Linked DNA regions of Mus musculus: region 1 is linked to region 2. The links are chromatin contacts, called in public promoter capture Hi-C maps. All regions are on one chromosome and are shown on one strand. Each heading gives the region's core, a stretch centred on a gene start, on an enhancer-like site or on the middle of the called end of the contact. The rest is flanking DNA. Distances are from core to core; before and after follow the strand shown. Region 1 holds the start of 4933408N05Rik (RIKEN cDNA 4933408N05 gene). Region 2 holds the start of Cntnap4 (contactin associated protein-like 4).

The links. Promoter capture Hi-C pulls out the DNA fragments that hold promoters and counts their contacts.
Region 1: a promoter capture Hi-C map of hippocampal neurons shows a contact between it and region 2, with 11 times the contacts expected there. The contact joins the promoter of 4933408N05Rik here to the promoter of Cntnap4 in region 2. A contact is called at or near these places in 3 of 39 promoter capture datasets (the C10 cell line, hippocampal neurons and pre-B cells).

The regions. Positions count from the first base shown.
Region 1 is chr8:114,348,696-114,353,848 of GRCm38.p6, forward strand. It overlaps 4933408N05Rik (RIKEN cDNA 4933408N05 gene), which reads right to left and starts at 2,783. Exons shown (of 3, transcript NR_045831.2): 1 at 1,699-2,783. All of the region lies in intron 7 of Vat1l (vesicle amine transport protein 1 like), which reads left to right.
Region 2 is chr8:112,568,244-112,573,251 of GRCm38.p6, forward strand. It overlaps Cntnap4 (contactin associated protein-like 4), which reads left to right and starts at 1,800. Exons shown (of 24, transcript NM_130457.2): 1 at 1,800-1,982. The coding sequence starts at 1,892. Gm26994 (predicted gene, 26994) reads right to left here and starts at 1,332. Exons shown (of 6, transcript NR_132433.1): 1 at 1,220-1,332; 2 at 1-48.

The sequences.
Region 1 (5,153 bases), core at 1,533-4,032, 1.8 Mb after region 2:
CACTTTGATCTTCCTTCTTCTTGAGTTTCATGTGTTTTGCAAGTTGTATCTTGGATATTCTAAGTTTCTGAGCTAATATCAGCTTATCAGTGAGTGCATATCATGTGTGTTCTTTTGTGATTGGGTTACCTCACTCAGGATGATATCCTCCAGATGCATCCATTTGTCTAAGAATTTCATAAATTCATTGTTTTTAAAAGCTGAGTAGTACTCCATTGTGTAAATGTACCACATTTTCTGTATCCACTCCTCTGCTCAGGGATGTATGGGTTCTTTCCAGCTTCTGGCTATTATAAATAAGGCTGCTATGAACATAGTGGAGCATGTATCCTTATTACAAGTTGGAACATTTTCTGTGTATATGCCCAGGAGAGGAATTGCTGGATCTTATGGTAGTAATAATGTCCAATTTTCTGAGGAACTGCCTGACTAATTTCCAGAGTGGTTGTACCAGCTTGCAATTCCACCAACAATGGAGAAGTGTCCCTCTTTCTCCACATCCTTGCCAGCATCTGCTGTCACCTGAATTTTTGATCTTAGCCATTCTGACTGGTGTGAGGTGGAATCTCAGGGTTGTTTTGATTTGCATTTCCCTGTTGATTTAGGATGTTGAACATTTTTTTCAGGTGCTTCTTAGTATTCGGTATTCCTCAGTTGAGAATTCCTTGCTTAGCTCTGTACCCCATTTTTTAATAGAGTTAATTGGTTTTCTGGAGTCCATCTTCTTGAGTTCTTTATATATATTGGATATCAGTCCCCTATCTGATTTAGGATTGGTAAAGATCCTTTCCCAATCTGTTGGTGGCCTTTTTGTCTTATTGACAGTGTCTTTTGCCTTACAGAAGCTTTGCGATTTTATGAGGTCCATTTGTCAATTCTCAATCTTACAGCACAAGCCATTGCTGTTCTATTCAGGAATTTTGATATCTCCCTGTCTTAATCTTCTGGGATTAATTCATAGCCACTATGCCTCAAGATCTCCATGCTAAGATCCAGGTCAGAAACTTGTATCTCCCAGCCTCCAGGTTAGGCTCACTGGTGAGGCTTCCAATTCTGGATTGTAGTTCATTCCAGATGTAGATGGTAGACAACCAGGAATAGCCACTACAGACGCCAAAGCAGACGTCCTGGGGGAATTCATTCAGCTTCCCACCTGATCCATGGATAGAGCCCCTCTTCAATTAACCTCCCCCATCCTGTATACTCTGGCACCCCAGAGATGTCCCCCACCCCCAAAGACCATGTGCAGTTAGGGCAGGATTACATGCAGATGCTGAGAAGGGCATCTGGAATCTCAGGTGGTGGCCCAAAGCCCCCCCTTCTCTGAGGGAATGATGGTCTCTTGCAAGCAGGCACAAGCAATTCAATGAAGGCAGCGCCTGCTTTGCTCAGAGGCCAGTATTCTACAATAGGGGTGGGGGTGAAGACCTGACCTCTACAAAATAGAGGTGGTGAAAGAAAATGGCAAGGCTGGATAAGAATGGAGTATGACAAAATCGATGTAGAAAATATCAGAATAAAAGCAGTTCTTTGTGTGTGAAAGATAGTCAAAAACTGAAAATACATCTTATAAAGAAGTGATTTTTAAAAAAAAAAATATTAAAGCCAGGTGTCTTAGTCAGAGTTCTGCCACTGTGGAGAGAAACCATGACCACGGCAACTCTTATGAAGGAAAGCACTTAAATGGGGCCTGCTTACAGTTTCAGAGGTGTAGTCCATTGTGGTCATAGGAGGTAGCGTGGTGACATATAAGCAGCCGTGGTGCTAGAGAAGACCCTCAGAGTTCTACAGCCAGATCCACAGGCAGTAGGAAGAAAAAGATGCTGGGCCTAACTTGGGTCCTTGAGCCCTCAGAACCTACCTCCATTGACACACTTCCTCCAACATCTCCTAATCCTTTCAAATGGTGGCATGCCCTGGTGACCAGGTTTTAAAATCCACAAGTCGGGGGGGGGGGGCATTCCTATTCAAACCACCACACCAGGCACTCAATAATGCAAGTACAATGTCAGTTTGAGCAACACAGAACCCTGTTACACAGACACATCTCGCACACACACACACAAGAGCACTTTCCCCCAAGAACCTTTGTCTCTATACTTTCTGAAAACATAGACCATATATATATATGTATATATATATGTATATATATATGTATATATATATATATGTATATATATGTGTATATATATGTATATATATACATATATATGTGTGTGTATGTATGTGTGTGTATATATACATATATATGTATGTATATATACATATACATATACATATACATATACATATACATATACATATACGCCCTCAGAGGCAGCCGCTGGAGCCGGAGCTGGAGCTAGTTGTTAGCTACTGGATGCTGGAGTGAGGAACCAAATTCAGATGCTTTGCAAATTCAGCAAGCACTCTTCATTGCTAAGCAATCTCTCTAGGCCCCACAAACAGCTGTTAACACTGCTTAGAGTAGCTAAGGCTCGCTTCTTATTAATCTGGAGGAATTGCTGCCTGACTTCCTAACAATTCCTACCAAACTCTTGGCTGTGCGAAATTTCCCAAACCTGTTCTCTTCCTCGTGGCTCTAGAGGGCCACCAGCTCTATTATCCACCAGCCACGCTTTTACACGAAGTCTGCTCTGACCACCTATGAATCCCAGTTTAGGACCAGTGTTCAATCTGACAAGGCTCTGCCAACACATCGCCCAGTTGCTGGAAGACAGTGTCTCCTTCGACTGTACCCTTGGATTCCCTATATATTAAGGTTTGTTTGGTCTTGATACCATGGCAACATAGAACCCAGGCTAATAGATATTCCTCGGTGGTTAAAAGAAAAAATAACTGATAGGCAAGCAGAAAAGATGCAAAGGAAACCTTTTCTTTTCTTTTCTTTTCTTTTTTTTTTTTTAAGGGTTGGAACTTTCCCGTTTCCCCTTCATGTCCCTGCCAATGGTCAGGGATAATTAAAAATTAGACCTTGGAGTCACACAGATGCTGACAAGGGCAACATAAGGCTGATGAGACCATCTGTTTCCAGCACTAATGGAAACAAATGGCAATAAACCAAATTACTCAGATTTCATCTCTCCCTGACAGGCTCTTCCAAAACACAGATCACTGTGCAGAATCCTTTCCACCACTTGGGGGAATTGTCTGACTACCCAAAATGATCCTAAAGACAGGGTCTAGTTGTACACCTCAGATCTTGTCAGCTCCTCCCCTCAAGCATCCCTCACTTCCTGTCCTCACTGGACTCCGAATTTCTTCACCTGTCAACATTGCCCTCAGGAAAGTCTTCCTGATTCCCTCACCGCACCTCACTACTCCTCACAGAGCCGCCCCTGCATGCTTCAACGGTGCCCCCCACCCCCTCCAGGAAGCAAGGCGCCACCCCCACTCCCATTTCCCTGACTGAGCCACCTACTCCTCTTCAGAACTCAGGTCTGACCGTACACAGCTTCTCTTCCGGAAACGCCTCTCCACTCCTGAAACCCCAGCGCGGAACGCCACTTTTCTCCAAATTGAGTCATTTCCTCCCCTGGGCTCCCACGCCTCTTCACTCATTCTGAGAACGTAGCTCTTCCCACACTCTCTGGGAATTGACTGTCTCGTTGGCCCCCTCCCTCCTCTCCCAGCCTGTAGGCTTTTCCAGGGTATGCTGCTGTTGCAAGCATTCATCTGTGCTTGCTGCCTGGCAGAGAGCTGGTTGAAGTTTATACCTTGGCCAAGGTGGACTGGTTGACGGAAAAGGCACATCTTTCTCTGGGGAGATGGGAATAACACATCTCTAAGCCTTGGCTGTGTAAGGAGCCCAAATCCTTTATAACATCATCATCACAATCTGACAGCGTGGATAAGAACTTGGGTACTCAAGTCCTTGTTATAGTCGTTGCTTGGGAAGAATGACCGAAGCTCACATTTTATAAACCTTTTGGAATGTTTAAATCACATTCAAAAGCATCAGTAATGGAATATTGATACCCTTGTTCCCACAGTGATGAACACTTATGCCTCCTTCCTTTACAGTCCCTAGTAGTTAAGATAAGTCTCAGGTATTGATATTAATCTGTATGCATATATTTATTATTATTATTATTATTATTATTAATTATCACGTGTGTGTAAAAGAGAAAAAGTGAGAGAAAGAGGGAAGAAAGGAGAGGAGAGGGAGGGAAGGAGAGAAAGGAAGAGAAAGAGAATGGTGTGTGTGTGCGCGCGCGCACATGCACTACATACGTAAAGGTCAGAAGACAACTCCTCCCACCATGAGACAAATTTGGGGAACTGAATTTGGGTTTCCAGGCCTATGCAACAAGCACTTTTACCCACTGAGCCATCTCGCTGGACCCCAAATGTACCTATTTTATCAGTGTTTTAGGCTGAACTCACAGCTCTTCTCTCTGCCACATCAACAACCATAGGCGGATTCACCTCCCTGGTTCCCATTCTCTATGTATGCAAAGTAAGGGCAGTTCTGCTCCTTCATTCACCCGGCTCTACTGTGCAGCAAATGCACTGCTTTGTGGCCAACACCTGACTCTTATAGAATGCTCCTTTAGCTCTAGGTGTAGCTGATGTGTAGTTCCACATCACTGGCTTCTGAATTCTCAGCAAATCCCAAACACTGGACACCCAAAACCATATCACCAAATCTGTCAGCAGAACCGGGGACAAGCTGAGACTGGAAAAACAGTGACCTCGAGGATTAAGCTGAAGAAGGCTCCCATAGAGAGAGGAACAGACCTTAAGTGAAACAGAGCCATCTGACCAATTGGTTGCAGCAGGGGGTGTCCCTATGATAGGGCACCCTATGCTGGGACACCCCGGCAAGGACTTGGCACAGGAGGCTGACTCTGCCCTGTAGAAGACATGAAGCAGGCTCTCTGTTATGTAGGGGTTGCCCTGACATCTTCCAAGAAAGACTCTAGGCTGTCCGCCCTCAAGCTTTCTCTAGACCCTGTTCCTTAATGTAGATTTAAAAAGAAAAAAGTAGAAGAATTTAAATGAAGGAAATGAAAATTAGCTATAATCTGGTAAGTTTTCCGGTGGGTATCATTTTTAAAGGTATATCTATATCTTTTGCATATGTCATAATTTACTTATCTATAGTCATAGCCAAATGTAACTATTCTGGTTTGGTTGCCTTTTTAAATTTT
Region 2 (5,008 bases), core at 550-3,049:
GCAGGAGTTAGTCTGGGTACTGTGAACCCTGATATGGGGGCAGCAAGGCTGAGGATGAAATTGGTAGAATCAGAGCCCCCCTAGCCCCCCAAAAAACAAAACAAAACAAACAAAACAAAAACAAAACTCAGTCTAGCTTCCTCTTTCCTTCCTAACTCAATGATCCTGCACATCATTCTCTTCTCTGTTCTTGGTTTTCCACCTGCAAAATAGGAAAAACAAAACTATCCATTTGGCTTTGTTTGAAGTCAAGAGCTAAATAATTATGCTTTGTTTATGGATGGTTCTCTCACCCCACCCCCTTTTTCATAGCCCAGCAAGGCTGCCTCTGGTTCCAAACACCAAGATGTTGCTTGAGAGCTCCTGGATTCCTGCCTTGATGACGCCCAGGAAATCAGCAGGAAGACGTCTTGACATTTATTTTAAAGAGATGATTTACCCTCTCTGACACCATGTGATGTGCCGCTCTGTATGGGGTCTTAACTTTATCATTTGAGTGCTTTAATATTCTACACAAGCAATAGTGCCCAGGGAGTGGCCACTGGAAGAATATTCTCTGTAGTTGTTGATTTTCTGAGTGTGTGTTGCACCCATTTGTATGTCTGTGAGTATGTATAAGTGTGTGCATATGTGTGTGAGTGTATGCATGTGTGTGCACATGTATATGTGCATGCATGTGTGCCTGTGAGTGTGTATAAGTGAGTATGTATTCCTGTCAGTGTGTGAATGTGTGCGCGTGAGTGTGTACCTGTGTGTGCACTCACGTGTGTGTGCACGCACACACATATGGGAGGGGGTTCCCTTTTTCAGTATTCCATAATTTTCCATTTTGGGCCCTCTGGGAATTACTATTAAGAAACATGATTATGGAATGCTGCCTATTTCCAGAAGGATGCTTTCATAAAACTCAGTCTACTCAGAGAACTCTTCATGGGTGGATTTGTATTCCTGAAGCACCAACTAAAATAAGAAATGTTAATTTCTCGCAGACTATTATCAGATGATTTTTAAATATCTGCCAAGCAGGAATGTCTGTTCCCATGTGAGGAATTTCCGTAATAAAATCCTGGCACCGGAGCACAAGGCAATAGTTTTATAGAAACAGAGAAAAACAGCACGCGTTTTCCCGGAGGACAGTTTTAGCTACAATTCACCAACGCTTGCTTCGTTATTTCTGTCTTATTTTATGCTTTTGTTTTGAAACATAATGCAGTTTTACCTGGATACACTCCCGGGCAATCAGGAAATAGCTCACTATGTTGGTTGGTACTGCCAAATACAAGACCTGCGGAAAATCAGAAGGCTTCCTTGCCTGGCTGCTTTCCTCACCCCAAAGGGTGGCAGGGCACAAAATGGGTTAAAGCTTATTGGAGAATAGAGGGGAGGGGAGGGAGCCCCGAGGAGGCCAGGAGCAGCGGGCAGCGGGCAGCGCCTCCAGGTCCAGCTTCCATCACCTGCAGCCGCTGCGGAGCTCAGAAAGCTGCTGGCTGCTGCTGTGCTTTTTGGAGGAGGAAGGATGCTGGGGCAAATTTCTAAGACCGGTGCGAGGAGTGGGCGTGGCCTCGGCAGCAGTGTGTAAGCTTGTTAGGACAGAAGCTGGTTGCTTTTCTGTGAGGAACCAGTACTGAGGGCAGGGGAGAAGGAGGGTGGGGAAGAAAGAGAGAGAGAAAGAGAGAGAGGAGAGGGAGAGAGAGAAGGAAGGAGGAGCAAGGGAGGAGGGAGGAGGGAGAGGAGGAGGAGAGAGCGCGCGCGTGAGAGGAGGGAGGGGGAGGAAAGAGATCCAGAGAGCTAGAGATACTGAAGACCCAGTCAGTGCTGGGTGAAGGACTGAGGAGAACCTGTCTCCAGCGCTCTGAGAGCCACTCGAGATATTTTGGGGAGCTCAAAAATTATGAATATGGGATCTGTCGCTGGAGCTGTTCTCAAGATGTTACTTCTGTTGTCTACTCAAAATTGGAACAGAGTGGAAGCTGGGAATTCATGTAAGTACACAGCAAATGATTTAAAACTTGCAGGGGGGCTCCGCGCAAAACTTTGATTCTGTTGTTTTCACGATTAATCTTTTCAACTGGAATCGCTGCGGGGCTAGGAAAAGCACTACAGGGAAATTGTGCAAATATGATCGGGTTCCTCTTGGTCTGGTCAAAATATGCAATATGTTATTTGGATTTTTTTTTTTTTACTAGCAGAATTTCACTCTCTTTGAATATTCATTGAGAAGACTCAACTTCTAGTAAAACATTAAATTAGCATCTTAATCGGGGGACCAGCCCGGGAACGTCTTCCATTGCGCCTGTCTTGAGGTCATTAAATTTCATTGGGATTATTTGTCTACCAGGAAAACAACCCGCAGACTTGATATTCTGCTGCATTAGCTGAGATTTCTGAAGTTTGCGATTTAGCAGTGGCTGGCTGCATCTCTGAAATGGTGCAGGCTAATAGCTGAGACATACTGCAGACTTCGCGGGCAGGGGCAGGCAGAACTGGTGGAGGCACAGCTCAGCACTGGAGAGCTGTGTCCTCAGGCAGAAGAGCACTCCTGGATGGGTACCCATCCCTACATCTCCCTTAAAGGGAAATGTGCAGGTGACTTCCCCCTCCCCCACCACCCGCTTAAGTAGTGTTCTCTAGTGGTTGAATTTTCAACTTCATGTATTTGTGATTGATTGTCTTAGTGCTGAGTTCATTGATTCGAGGAACATTTGTTATGGTCTCGTTGCTTAATTTAAATATCATCCAAAATACCCTGGCCCAACTCTTTCGTCAGCTTGCCATTGGAAATAGGAAAAGTTTTAAAAGTTTATATTTGGTTTAGATTCTTTAGATAGAAGAATTTCCTCTTTTTATGTATGATAAAAACAGCCAAGCAAACACACAACTTTCTATTTCTTTCTCTGCTTTACAAGAAAGGGTTATAAGTCCTGCTCAGGAATGGATGGGACCTGCCTTACTGACAGCTTTAGGTTTGAGAGACAAGACATTGGTAACTCTCTTTGCCATAGACCCTCTTTTGCCTTAACTGTAGAGTCCTCACGAGGGAAAGGCACAGGGAACTCACTGCCACGAGCTCGTGTCCACCCACTGATGATTTTTCAGGAGCTCATTTAATGTCAGAATTTACCTGCCACTCTGCAAAGGCAAAGGAGAGAACTTCACTCCTAGGCTGGACTGTGCTTCCCATTCAATTTCAAATCGAATGTGTGGGAATCCCATTAAATCAGTAAAATATGTATAGTTTCACCTAGCCAAAATCTTAGAGGGTCCTGTGGGTGATGGCCTTGACAAGCGCTGTAGCAAATAAACAAACAAGGATGATACACAGCAGACCTGAACCCACCTACCCGCTCAGTTGAAGTTCTGTGGCAAAGGTGTAATTCCTTCTGCAGCTGCAGGGGTTCATCAGAGAGGGAGCACTAGAGGTCACTGTTGCGATGCGAAGCACACAAGCTCTTCCCTTGAGTTGGGCAGAGCTTCATGCTGGCCTAACCCAGTTTGTCTTCCCTATGCCTTGCCTGCACATCTTTTTGCAGTTTATTAATATGAATAATTGGGCTGTGAGCTGCGGATGTTTGTTTGCTCGCTTGCAATGTGGTACAGAGTGTCACCGGAAGATCCATATTAAAAGGCTTCCCTTCCTCGTTCATCTCAGCCAGGGAAAAAGTGAGCAGCTGAGATTTGAGGAGAAGCCAGTGCTCATGTCTGCTTAGCTCTGCCTGGGCCTCCCACGGGTGCCGTTTCAACCTTGGATCTGTATCCATCGGGGTTCGATTTCTCTATGAAGTCATTGGATAAATGTGGAGAGCCTAGAACTGAAGTGAACAAGAACACTTAAACATTAAACTTGGAATTCTTAGTTAGCAGACCTATTTAAGAGTTAACTTTTCTTCAAGTGTCCAAATTTATAATTCAATGGCTTCCGAAAATTAAGGTGACTTTTAGTTAATTTCTTATTGGCATTTTGACAATGTGACATGCAAACGTAGAACAAAAGATTTCATTTCCTAATTTTTACATTATTCCTCACTCTTTACATTTTGGAGGAGTCAAGGTTCACTTGTTGCTGGGTTGGGATAGAAAAATGTATGCTACCATGGTATCAGTTTTGGAAGACGGAGCAATGTATTATGAGTTTATGAACAGGGGTGCGCGTTAACCAAAGGGCAGGCAACTGGAATCAGCACAAGCATTTCAAAGTTGCCTTATGAGACTTCCCCAAACTCTCCTGAACCAGATTGTTTATTAATAAGAAGTGAATCAATCTCAAATCCCACAAGTAAAGTCGGGGGAACTGCATATAAGCAAAAGAAAATTAAAGACCTGCCTCTCAGGTGAATGTAAACACCTTTCTTCTTTATTTACAAGTGACTCACAAGGAGAAAAATCTGTCATCCACTGAGTTGGCCTTTGGGTAACAATAAGAACATTTGCCTAGGGGACTCTGTAAACCTGGGATTAGGTGAACTCTAATTTGAATATTAATTGATCTACTTAATCATCTGAGAAATTTGCATTAGAAAGATTCCATGCAAATACAGCCACCCTCTCTCCTCCCCACTCTTACATATGCATGGGGGTGCATGCACACACGTGCATGCACACACACACACACTTATGTGTAAGTACACATTACTAATTCATGTGCCAGTAACACTCTATGACTCTAGTTAGTACCTATATATTTAAAAAGAAATATATTGAGTGGGTTATATTCTTTGTTTCTGGTGTTCCATATGACATTTCAAAGTTGGAAACCAGCCCTAAGATTTTAGCCTATGTCCAGGTCGAGATAAGTTTGTTATTACATTGAGTCATCCTTCTGTGCAAACACAGTGGCAGGCATCCTTGCTCATGGGCTTGCTGTTTGAGAGGCTGTGCTCCTGCATCTCTCTGGTTTCTTCACTTCCTTCTAAGACAGAGGTACTAGAACAAGGGAAAGATGATTTATTTATTCTACACTTGTTCTTAAGAAGCTACAAATTCTAAATGCCAAGATAGTTTTGGGAGGCTG